Linked DNA regions of Sus scrofa: all the other regions are linked to region 2. The links are chromatin contacts, called in public HiChIP or PLAC-seq maps. All regions are on one chromosome and are shown on one strand. The core of a region is the stretch at or near the end of the contact, and the rest is flanking DNA. Distances in the headings are between cores, read along the strand shown. Region 1 overlaps ATF3 (cyclic AMP-dependent transcription factor ATF-3). Region 2 overlaps LOC102164427 (a long non-coding RNA gene). Region 3 has its middle 29 kb from the start of FAM71A.

Region 1 (3,664 bases), core at 1,061-3,560, 140 kb after region 2:
TCAAAAGAACTCTGGCTGAACTTCTCCCAGCCGCCACCGCTCTTCGGCGCTTTAGAAACTTTCGCTCAAAGAACTTTCTCTTTTGACTTGGGGCGCGAGGTGTTCCCGGTGACGGAGAGGTCCGCCTCCTACTCCTCAATCGGCCTCGGAGCACAGCCCGTCTCAGCCCTTGCGCTGAATTTACCCCCTGGGAGCGGGCGAGGAGAGGAGAGGTGGGTGCGCGGGGTGTCCCAGCCTTTCCCGCTAGCCGTCTTGCTCCATCCCTCGCTCCGTGCGCAGGGACATTTTCCGACCCCAGCCTTCCCGAGACGTGCGGAGGCCCGGGCTCGCGGCAGAGCTGCTCCAGGGGCAGAGCGGAATGAATGGGCAAGGGGCAGGCGAGCCGGGGTCGCAGGCGCGGCCGCTGGGGGTCGCCTTACACACCCGAGAGCGCGGGGCGGTGGAAGCCGCGCCGGTGGCGGGGAGCTAAAAGTTGGTTGGGCTAAGTTTGAAGGAGGCGCGCGCTCCTTTCGCTGCCCCGGGGCGGAAGGCGGAGAGGGCTCCCGGCACCTGTGCCGAGCTCCTGGGCCTGAAACGTCCCGTCCCGCGTTTCTCACGCGCTTTTCTCTCTTACCCGTTGACCCAAGCTCCGACTCTTCCTCTGGCGGTTTGCGGATTTCTCTGCTTTTCATCCAGGGGTACCGACCTACCGTAAGGGGGAAGCGAGAGTGTGAAGTCAGGTCAGATAACTGAGAGAATGGCTCTTGGTCTAGCGGCCGGGACACTGAGAGCTTATACTGCACTAGATGTGCAGCCTCGGTATCCCCAGCTGGGAAATGCGGGCATATAGACACTCCTAGCCCCCTCTGCCTGTTTGCCAGCACGAGGCGGTGGCTGGATCGGATAACTTTTACAGTCCCTTCTAGACCAAGAGTTTCAGATTTTAGAGTGGTTTAAGGGAAAAGGGACCGCTGAGGGGATTTGACTTGAATGAGGGGGCTTGGATGTCCCTGGCCAGCCTCCGAGGCAGTGGGGAAAGGAACTTTATGGGGAGAGGATCTCTTCCCTTCCCAACGTCCTTTCTGCTGGAATGGTTCTCCTTCTCTATTTGATCTCGACTTACTTCCTTTCCTCCTAACCATTTTCTTTTCCCTCATTTCATTACCAAATCACATATGCTTCCTTACAAATAAAGGAGTTGCTCAACTCTTAATGGAGCCAGAAAAATCAAATCTGGCACTAGAATATCGGGGTGCGCTCTCAATGCATCCATTTCACTGTGGGTGATGGTCACATCTGTTTGGGGCCTCTGTCTTTTTAAATGAAGGAGCAATTGGTATGACTGTCTCCTTGTTTTGCATTTAGCATTTGTTGTGGAGTAATGCTAATACAGAAGCTATTGCTTTGGGGATATCCTGGATGCGGGCTGGGGTGGAGGTGTTGTATGAATGGTTTGGAAGTTGTCTGAATGGTGCACTGCAGGCAGCACTCCAGACACAGTGTTAATAAGATACTACACCCAGCACCTGTGGCAGCTACTGGAGCCTCCAGATCCTTCCCTTTTTTTTTTTTTTTCCTGGTCTTTTGTCTTTGTAGGGCCCCACCTGCGGCATATGGAGGTTCCCAGGCTAGGGGTCGAATCAGAGCTGTGGCCTCCTGCCTACACCACAGCCACAGCAACTCGAGATCCGACCTGCAGTCTGTGACCTACACAACAGCTCACCGAAACACGGGATCTTTAACCCACTGATCGAGGCCAGGGATCGAACCCTAGTCCTCATGGATGCTAGTCGGGTTCATTAACTGCTGAGCCACGAGGGGAACTCCCTTCCTGTCTTAACCACACCTTTCTCTTTCTCTTTCTGGGTCTTTTCTCCCCATTGTTCTCTTTCGTCGATACTCCCTCCCTGTCTTAGCACTATCAAAGCCTCCTCTGCGATGGGCACAGCTTACTAAGATTACGAACTTCTCATCTACCTGGCCAATGGCTCTGTTCTCCATTTGCCTTGCTGGTTGAGCCTCGTGGTGTTGAATCTCTTTTGGTGATGGAGCAAAATGCGCAGCAGGGGGATGGTCAACAGCTTGGCCTGGGCTGGGCCACTCACCAGCTTTCTGGCCTTGTGCACCTCCCTTTACCTTCCTAGATGGACCCTGTTTTACTCCATTACCAAATGAAGATCTGACCTGGATGACTCTGATACTGGCTGTTCTATCCCACTGTACGGAGCTCATGATTTCTTCCTTTTTCATACTAGCTGGGCATGGAACAGGGTCAGTGGTTCCAAGAGTTACCCAGCCTGGGGAGGAGGAAGTATACAACCAGGACACCACAGAAACCAGAAATGGTTTCATGCGTGAGAACTGGTTGTTTCTCAAGTACTTAAGACCAGTGGAGACAAGCTGGTGCCAGCAAATAGTGGGGTGGAATTGATCTGGTGTGTCAAGAGCCCAGAGGTCAATGAGAGTACAAAAGAATCTGTGAGTGACCTGAACTTCTTGACAGTTCCAGTTAATTCCTGATTTATGGGGGCTAAGTTGCATTAACAGCAGCGATATGAGTCCCCTCCCCCAACATGAGGAACGTGGAATCACAGCAATCATGGCCATCCAGAATATGTAAATCCCCTTCACAAATCTCATATGATCTTCTTGACAGCCCTGTGAAGGCACAGGTGGTACTGGTCTCATTTGACAGGTGAGGGGACTGAGGTCCAGAAAGCCTGTCGCTGGGGGAGTGAGAGTGACAGGCTTGCAAGCATCATCTCTGGGCCTGATGCCCAGCCTTACACCTACAGCCTTCAGTGGGCTAGGAGAAAGACCAAGATAGGAAGTTGGTGAAAGAACTGGCTTCCTTCTATAAGATGTTTTATGAGCAGTGCTTAGTGGAAAGAGATGAAAATTAAAAGTGAAAATTCAACCTAGTAGCAGCTACTGGGAAATAAAATCTGGGAGCTGAATTTCCAGTTAAAGAAATAAATGAGTAAAGTTTCACTTTCTTGAAAATGATGAAACTACGGATGATATGACACGATCTCTGATGGAGATAATGAAGCAGAAGCAAAATGCAGGTTCTTTGTAGTAGGGCTGGACGATTTTAAGACCAATGTAGAAAGTCAGCTCAAAAAATCCCCAAACATTTTTTTTTTCTTCAATGAGGGGAATGTGAGAGGGTCCCAACTTTCTGAAAAGCTGTCTGAAGATTTAACTTCATTTTTCCTGCAGGGACACAGCCTGAGTCTAGGCTGAATCACACCTTAAGAGACTGAGTCAAGGAATAACTAGAAAGTATCTCAAGTAACTAAGCTTTAGCCAAGTATAGGAAAAGCCCAGATCTCTTCAGATACAACTGCTTTACTCTCTGAGAGGCTTTTAACATTTTTACAACCTGTTTCCATCTTCAAATAAGCCCACTCGATGCTTTTCATAAAAGCATTCCATACCGCTGACATTCTTTAGTTTCTTTCATCAGGACTGCTGACTTTACACTAACAAGGGGAGGGGGGACGTCCCAAACAGCAGACCCCCCAAACACTGAGAGCACATTAATAAACTTAGTTGGGAGGTGAAATGGAATTGCGGTCAACTGTGGCAGAATTCAAACTGCCCTTGTAAAACGAAGCCACGCAGTGCTCCAGACAAAGGCCAGCCCAGGGGTAGCTCTGAATTCCACCCCTGAACTACTGGG
Region 2 (3,785 bases), core at 130-2,629:
TGGGATGTGGGTCCATTTTGGGGGAGGCCACCATTCAACCCTACAGTTCAGGGCCACCCCCCAGAATCAGTGTGGAGCAAAGTGGGGCTCCCCAAACCTGGCTGATCCCCAAAGTCACAAGTGTGTGAGTGACACTTGGAAGAATGCCTCCGCTCAGGCTCCCATGGAGACTGAGATTCGGGAGGTGTGGAACAAGGCCTGGGTATCAGCCCGAGGGAAGAGGTTATGCTGCAATAACAAACAGCCCCTGCCTCTCAGGGGCTTGGCGCCACAGATGTTTCTTCCTAGTTGACTCCAGTGGTCACCTAGACTTGGCTTTGGACTCTCCCCTGAGTTGTCCTTATTCCAGGACCCAGATGGAGTGGCCACCATCTGGAGAGCTGCTGGCTTCTGTGACAGTGGGAGGAAACGTGGTGAAAGATGAACTGGATTTTAAGGCCATTTCCACCCAGAAGTGACACTCACCCCTTCTGCCCACATTTCTCTGGCCATTGCACACACCGTGGTGGGACCATGATCCTGTGTGGCTTTTATCTGGAAGAAGTGGTGCCTGTGTCCCTATTTTTCTTTTTTCCTGTATTTTTTTTAGGGCCACACCTGTGGCATATGGAGGTTCCCAGGCTAGGGGTCGATTGGAGCTACAGCTGCCAGCCTGCACCACAGCCACAGCAACGCCAGATCCTTAACCCACTGAGCGAGGCCAGGGATCGAACCCGCAACCTCATGGTTACTAGTCGGGTTCGTTAACCACTGAGCCACGATGGGAACTCCTGTGTCCCTATTTTCCCAAAAGCACTGCTGGTTTGGGAAGCATGGAACCTGAGAGCTGCAGAGGGACATCCAGTGACATCCTTTAGCACCAGCTCTAACTGCCCTCCTCTCCCCCAAGGGTCAAAGCCCCAAGAGTCAAAGCCCCAAGGCGGAGCATCCCCTGGGCCGAGCCTGGGTGACAGTGGGCCTAGGGCGTTGTTTGACCATCCCCCCAGGACCACATGCTGGACCAGCCCCCTGGGAAGGGCCCACCCCGGTGCTCCCTCTCCAGAGCCAGCTTCTCCTAGAGGGCATTCAGGAGTTCACGTGATGCTCCAAGGGGCCCCTTCACTGCTTATTCTGGGGGCGCTCAAGAGAGAGCGGGGCGGCATTCCCCTATGATCTCCGCTTGGTCCCACAGAGGCCACCAGGATCCACCCTGCAGAACCAGGACGACTGGTTTGGATGTGGTGGCCCTGTGTTCACCCCAGAAGGAGTGGGCTGGGAGCAAGAAGAGGGAAGCAGAACCGCCATGGTTCCGTCATGTGCCTTCATGGAACAGTCTCTCAGGGAAAGTCTCTCAGGAAAAGATTCTGGTGAAAACAAGGTGTGAAGAAATCTATGTTTGACTTGAAATGGTTGCGCAAGCTGGCAAAGCTTTGTCATAAGGGTTGGCTGCCTATCGAGTTATTTTGACACTTAACACACTGACGCTTTGGGAACCTGAGCCCATTTTTAGCAGCCGCCTTTCCTCACAGCCTGGGGCCCACACAGACACCTGGGCTCCAGGCAGAGGTGCTCAGAAGGAGGCCTCGCGCCTGCTCAGAGGGAGAGCAGCTCCAGAGATGGGACAAGGACAGCGGCGTGGACGCGTCACAAAGTGTCCTAAAACAGTGGTTCACAAACCAGACTGTAGAGCCCCAGGGTGTCCTTGGGGTCCCACGTGTGCAGGGTCCCACGTGTTACCATCAGGACACCCAGTTAAATTTAAACATCAAACAGCCAGTGAGTTTTTTTTAGGGTAAGTATGGCCCATGCAGTATTTGGGATATACTTATCCTTTTGAAAGTATTTATTGTTCCGAAATTCCATCTTCACTGTATATCTGGCATTTTTATTTGCTAAACCTGGCAAACTTGGGTGTCCTCCTGCTTTGCTTTTATTTAGTTTGGGGCTTATGTTCGATTTTTTTTTTTTTTTTTGGAGTCAGGGTTTTCACTCCCCAAACATCAAAGTTTGGAAAGCCATGGCTAGCTCCTCATTGTTTTTTTCCACGTTGAAAAATTTAGCTGTAACGAATGTTAAATGCATTCCTCCAGCCCTAGACAGATGTCATGGTGCGTGCTGACAGCCCAGGCACGGGCACGGAAATCTGGGCCAGCACGAGATGAACAAGACAGAGCTGCTGCCTCTCAAGTTGTCGAGAGATGGTCGCCCCTGCCCAAGTGTGGCGGGAAGTGCAAGGCGCTGAGAAGGGAGTGAGGCCCACGTGGATCAAGGCAGAGCCAGGAAGCATTAAGAGAAGCCAGGCAGGGCTGCCAAGCAGGCACGGCCTCTGGCGCTGGTTCCCACCTGCCATGTTCCAAGCCGGCGGGCACACCGCTGGGAAGACCTGATTCTCTCGGGCTTCGCTTTTCTTTCCCTCTGACTTACGGTTTATTGATGCCCTGGGTAAGACTGATGAAGCAGTCAGGGAGCCGCTTCCTGTTCAGTTGACTTAAGAGGGATGACATGGGCGAGCCATTTCCTTGGGGCGTTTTGGGGATCTAACACCCAGATCTGGGCCAAGGTTCCACGGGTACGGGCAGGAACCACCTTTCCCTGTGTCCGTGAGACTCTGGCCCGGCCCTGACCAGTACCAGGAATGTGGCAGAGAGACACGAGGGAACTCTGCAGGAGGAGCGTTCAAAGGGCAACATGCCGTCCACCCTGTTACCAGGTAAACACCTCCGCCTCCGGGTGGATGCGAGAGCCCGAGGCCCCAGGTCTGCGGAGGCAGAGTTGTTTCCACTGCCTGAGGAGGCAGCGGGGGCAAAAAGAGGGGGCTCTGTTATCAGGAGCATGTTTGTTTGTTTGTTTGAGTCATCAGAGGAAGTGATTTCCCTTCTAGAAGCGTCTGCTGGGAATGGAGCCCCTGAAGGTGGGTGCTGAGAGGGCTCGTGGCCGATGCTCTGGGGCTCAGGAGGCTCGGCCTTGGAGCCTGGTCTCACGTGGCCAGGACAGCGTGGAGTCGCCAGCATGTGACCCGCCGCAATGGGCTCGGCAGTGGTGGGGGCCGTGGCAAAGAGGCTCAGAGACGCTTTTGTGTGAGTCCAGAACAACCACACGTAGCCCAGGATTAGTGAGCCGACCGCAAGTGTGTGGAAAGCGAGGAGGCCGTCTCCCGCTCCCACGGGGAGCTGGAAATAGAACTCTGCCCTTTGTCCTTGAGGAGCTGAGGCAACTGCCCCGTGTGGGAGTCCCGGCCACAGCCCCTTGGTTCCTCTCGCCCCCCCATTCCCCTCCTGCCCTTCTTCCTCTGTGGCCTCAGCCCCCGCCTGGGAACACTGTGGGCTGCGCTCAGCCCCACTGCTGGTCACCTCTGGGCTGGCGGGAAGGTCACATCCGGAGAATGGGTGCGCTCCTGGTTGCCAGGGAAAGCCGGACAACGCCTTCCTATGGGTACTAGCTGCCACCCGAAGCCCTGACCTGGGGCCATTCCGAAACGTTCTGCCTCTTTCTGGCAGTCATGTCAGTGTCAGGCACACCCTTCCAGGGTTTTAAGACTTCATTAAGCGAGAATCGCAGAGAGAAGCACTGTGCATTTTACACGGCATCCCGTGCACGCAGTATCGCTGGTCTTCTCCACATATGGACAGGGGTCCTTGGCTCCGGCCCCAGGCTTTGCCACACTCAGCTTGTGGGCAGTCGGGCAGGAGTCGGGAGGGAGAGGGAGGAGCGGGAGTAAGTATCTATGCCCCATCGGCTGGCCCCAGGCTGGCTGGCTTCCTCTCTCTGCTGATGACCACAGCTCCTGTCCGAGCTCTCCCCACATG
Region 3 (3,639 bases), core at 1,042-3,541, 180 kb after region 2:
ACATGAAACTAAAGGTGCCAGGAGCAGAGACTGCTGGCTGGAAGAGGCTCCCTCCACTCTGGCTGGCCCAGCAGTGAGTCACACGCTCTCCACACCCCCAAGGCAAAGCTCTGAAAACCATTAGCAGGCCATTAGCTCTGACTCAAGCCCAGATGGCACAGAGCAGGCTTTCGTCACCCCACTGCAGAGTTCACACACCGGGTGCCCCTTGGACCAGCAGCCTGGACTCTGGTACCCAACACCCCCAGCGAGATCCCATCTCAGACCTCCTGCCATGGCCCTGTCTGGGCCAGGCTGTGAGTGGAAGCTCCTTGTGGGGGCGGGGGGTGGAGGGGTGGACTTTGGCTCTAGGCCTCGTACCTCCAGGGACAGGCTCACCGTAGGCTGCGGATAAATGTCAAAGGAAGGAAAACGGGGCCATTCACCGCTCTTTAGGTGCCAGCAGCTTAAGCACACAGATGTGTTCAGGTCACACAGCCCTTTGCAGATGAGGAAATAAATGCAGGCAAAGACGTTGCAACTTCCTTAAAGACCACACGGCTATTTTGGTAGCAGGGACCCAGGGTTGGTTCGAATCGTGGCCTTTTGCTCTCAAGGCCATGTTCCTCCCACCAACCAGAAAAACTCCAACGGATATGGGGCCTGGAGCAGGCAACCTTGGCGGTGTCCCTGCAGTTAAAGCCCCTCCTCTCTCCCCACCGGGCTGAGTCGCGGAGGGCTGCAGCTCCTGCTGGGCCTCCAAGGGGCTCCCTCCTGAGCTGTTGCTATGGCTGGGTCTCTGCCTCTCAGATGCCCAGGATGGGCAAGAGGGAGACTTCTTCTGAGACGACCTGGGTGGGCCTCCTGATTCTACCCCAAACCCCGAGGACCTCCTCCTTTTGATGGGAGCACTGGGGCCCAGAGCAAACAGCCAGAGTTCAAGACCCAGGACACACTCTGGAAGGACCAAGGGTCCTGTGGCTGAGAAGAGAGGCAGAGTCAGTGAGCCTGGCAAGGGGGAGATGACTCACACTTGGCCCCAAAGCAGGCAGAGCTGGTAAAGAAAGTGGACTCGTGGTGGGAATTTAGACAGGACGGAGGCTGTCAGGGGGCAGGGCCTGAGGCAGGTTCACGGAGCCCACCCTGCCTCAGCAAGCATGCTCAGGTGTCTGAGAGGCAGCATTTTCAGGCCCCAATCACAGTCAGCTGATTCCAGCTGCCTGAGCTCAGCCTTCCAGCATTCTGTGTCCCTCGCAATCATTCAGCCTCTCTGAGAGTCCCTTTCTCCTGATCATTGCCCGCTTCAGAAGACCATGATGGGAGTTCCCGTCGTGCCTCTGTGGAAATGAATCCAACAAGTATCCGTGAGGATGCAGTTTCGATCCCTGGCCACGCTCAGTGGGTTAAGGATCTGGCGTCGCCATGAGCTGTGCTATGAGTCGCATACATAGCTCAGATCTGGTGTGCTGTGGCGTAGGCCAGCGAGCGGCTGCAGCTCTGGTTCAACCCCTAGCCTGGGAACCTCCATATGCCATGGATGTGGCCCTAAAAGATAAGAAATAAAAAAAGACTATAATGCTAATGGAATGCGGTGATGTGTGTGAGCAAAGCACTGCCCAATAGAGCCTATGGAAGAAATGGAGAGAAGACATTCAATTAACATTTGTGGAAAGGAACTATTCCTACTGATGGCTGGATGTTGGGTTTGCAGCTTTTGCCTGGTTAGATTTGGGTTCAATTTCCCCCCATCTCCTCCTTCTCCCATCTGACTTGTGCTTGGGTGGTGGATTAATCACAGCGAACACTAACTGAAGGCCTAGTATATGCTAGATTAGTCCTTCTCAAAGCTCGCCCCCCTCCACTCCCGACAGACTGTAGCAACATCTCCTGAAATGCAAATTAGAAAGGCAAATTCTTGAGCCTCGCCCCAGACGGACTGATTCAGAAACTCCCGGCATGGCCCAGTGACTAGTATTTTAATAAGTCCTCTGGCGACATGAATGCATGCTAAATCCAGTGTGTGCAGTGTTTTACCTGAGCGCCTCACTTAATTCCACAAAAGCCTAAGGAAGCAGGGGTTAAGAGCTCTGATTTACAGAGGAGAAACCAGTTCAGAGACGTTAGTGACTCAGCCCAGATCCCCACCTGGCAAGGAACTCTGGGTCTGCGGGACCCCCTGCACCATTGCCCTTCCCGCCACTGTCAAAACACCTCCCAGAAGTGGGTGTTTTTGTTCCCAGAGGGCTTCCCACGTGGGAGGCAGGAGTGACTGGTAAAGATGGAGTATTTCCCAAGCCTGGCTGAATAGACCTGTTGTGGTGACGGAGGATGACGACACCGTCAATGACGCATTGAGCTCCTACTGCTTGAAGGCATTGTTTTAGAGGTTTTGCAATTTAGCCTCCACCCAGCGTCATTATGGCGCTTTTACAGAGGAGAAAAAACTGAGGCTCAGAGAGGCTCCGGGACAAAAGCTCACAAGGCAAGGGGCAGGGCTCTGGCTCGCCCAGCTGGAAGGATCTTTCCCTCGAATATACTTCCCTCTAGAAGCTACTTCTCCGAGTCAGGCACATCTGGGCCTGGCTTCTCTGCACCCAGGCCCACTGTCCCTCCCAGCTCCCTGCCCAGGAAGACAGCCGGCTGGAACCCACCAGCGCGCGGGTGGCAAGAGCGAGAGACACCTGAGCCAGAGGTGCCCCAGAGGGACCTGGCAGCGGCCACACGATGGCGCTGCGGTTCAGGAGACTGGGGTCCTGCCTGACACCGTCTCCGAGGACCGAAGACCAGGACGCAGGACCTTGGGGGGATGGGACCCATCAGAACAGAGCTGCCCTCGCAAAGGACTCGACCCCGAGGGCGCAGAAAGAGGTCGTTGAGAATGCTCTTCCACTTCCACGGCACCGGGATCCCTCTCCCCTCCGTCCTCCTTCCCGCCTGGGGAACCGAGGCCTCTACAGGGAGCGCAGGACCCCGCGGCTGGCCTGGGACTCCGCAGTGACTCTCAGGCAGCACCCAGGAAAACTGTTTCTCCCTTCCTGGCCCTCCCTTCCTCTTTCCCCCTCAGCTCCTCCCCGGCCCAGCCAGCCTGTCCCAGCCCACTGCTCTCATATATTATAATTTTCAAAAATTGAAATATAGTGGATTTAACAATATTTTATAACATCGTGTTGGTTTCAGGTGCACTGAGTGATTGACTTCTATATATATCTTTTTTCAGAGTATTTTCCATTATAGGTCATTATAAGATATTGAATATGGTCATTATAAGATATTGAATATAGCTTAAATTATAATTTAAGCATGCTCACAATTTGAAGGGTTTTTTGTTTTTGTGTTTTTTAGGGCTGCACCTGCGGCACATGGAGGTTCCCAGGCTAGGGGTCTAATCGGAGCTGTAGCCGCCGGCCTTCGCCAGAGCCACAGCAATGCAGGATCCGAGCCGTGTCTGCGACCTACACCACAGACCACGGCAACGCCCATGGCAACGCCGGATTCTCAACCCACTGAGGGAGGCCAGGGATCGAACCTGCAACTTCACGGTTCCTAGTCGGATTCATTAACCACTGCGCCACGAAGGGAACTCCTGAAGATTTTAACTACTGCAAAACTAAACCCCAAAAATCATCTCCTCACTATAAGGTGTGCTTCTACTTTAAAACT

Evidence for each region. HiChIP or PLAC-seq counts read pairs in DNA pulled down with a chosen protein or histone mark.
Region 1: an H3K27ac HiChIP or PLAC-seq map of alveolar macrophages shows a contact between it and region 2. The contact joins two enhancer-like sites. A contact is called at or near these places in 1 of 5 promoter capture datasets (liver), 13 of 47 Hi-C or Micro-C datasets (alveolar macrophages, embryonic fibroblasts, epiblast stem cells and 5 more) and 2 of 2 datasets of contacts at active chromatin or transcription factors (alveolar macrophages and skeletal muscle).
Region 3: a contact with region 2 is called in an H3K27ac HiChIP or PLAC-seq map of alveolar macrophages. The contact joins two enhancer-like sites. A contact is called at or near these places in 2 of 47 Hi-C or Micro-C datasets (embryonic fibroblasts and liver) and 1 of 2 datasets of contacts at active chromatin or transcription factors (alveolar macrophages).

What each region holds. Positions count from the first base shown.
Region 1 is chr9:130,781,552-130,785,215 of Sscrofa11.1, reverse strand. All of the region lies in intron 1 of ATF3 (cyclic AMP-dependent transcription factor ATF-3), which reads left to right. Among named protein-coding and RNA genes, the nearest start is that of FAM71A, 15 kb to the right of the region's middle. Within about 2 kb of position 2,310, at least 1 of the 83 cell types and tissues checked has an H3K27ac peak or open chromatin away from gene starts, as enhancers often do. A contact at or near this core is called in alveolar macrophages, where this site is marked.
Region 2 is chr9:130,917,690-130,921,474 of Sscrofa11.1, reverse strand. LOC102164427 (a long non-coding RNA gene) reads right to left here. Exons shown (of 3, transcript XR_002336041.1): 3 at 1,923-3,785. Among named protein-coding and RNA genes, the nearest start is that of NENF, 40 kb to the left of the region's middle. Within about 2 kb of position 1,379, at least 5 of the 83 cell types and tissues checked have an H3K27ac peak or open chromatin away from gene starts, as enhancers often do. A contact at or near this core is called in alveolar macrophages and liver, where this site is marked.
Region 3 is chr9:130,737,538-130,741,176 of Sscrofa11.1, reverse strand. No RefSeq gene overlaps it. Among named protein-coding and RNA genes, the nearest start is that of FAM71A, 29 kb to the left of the region's middle. Within about 2 kb of position 2,291, at least 43 of the 83 cell types and tissues checked have an H3K27ac peak or open chromatin away from gene starts, as enhancers often do. A contact at or near this core is called in alveolar macrophages and liver, where this site is marked.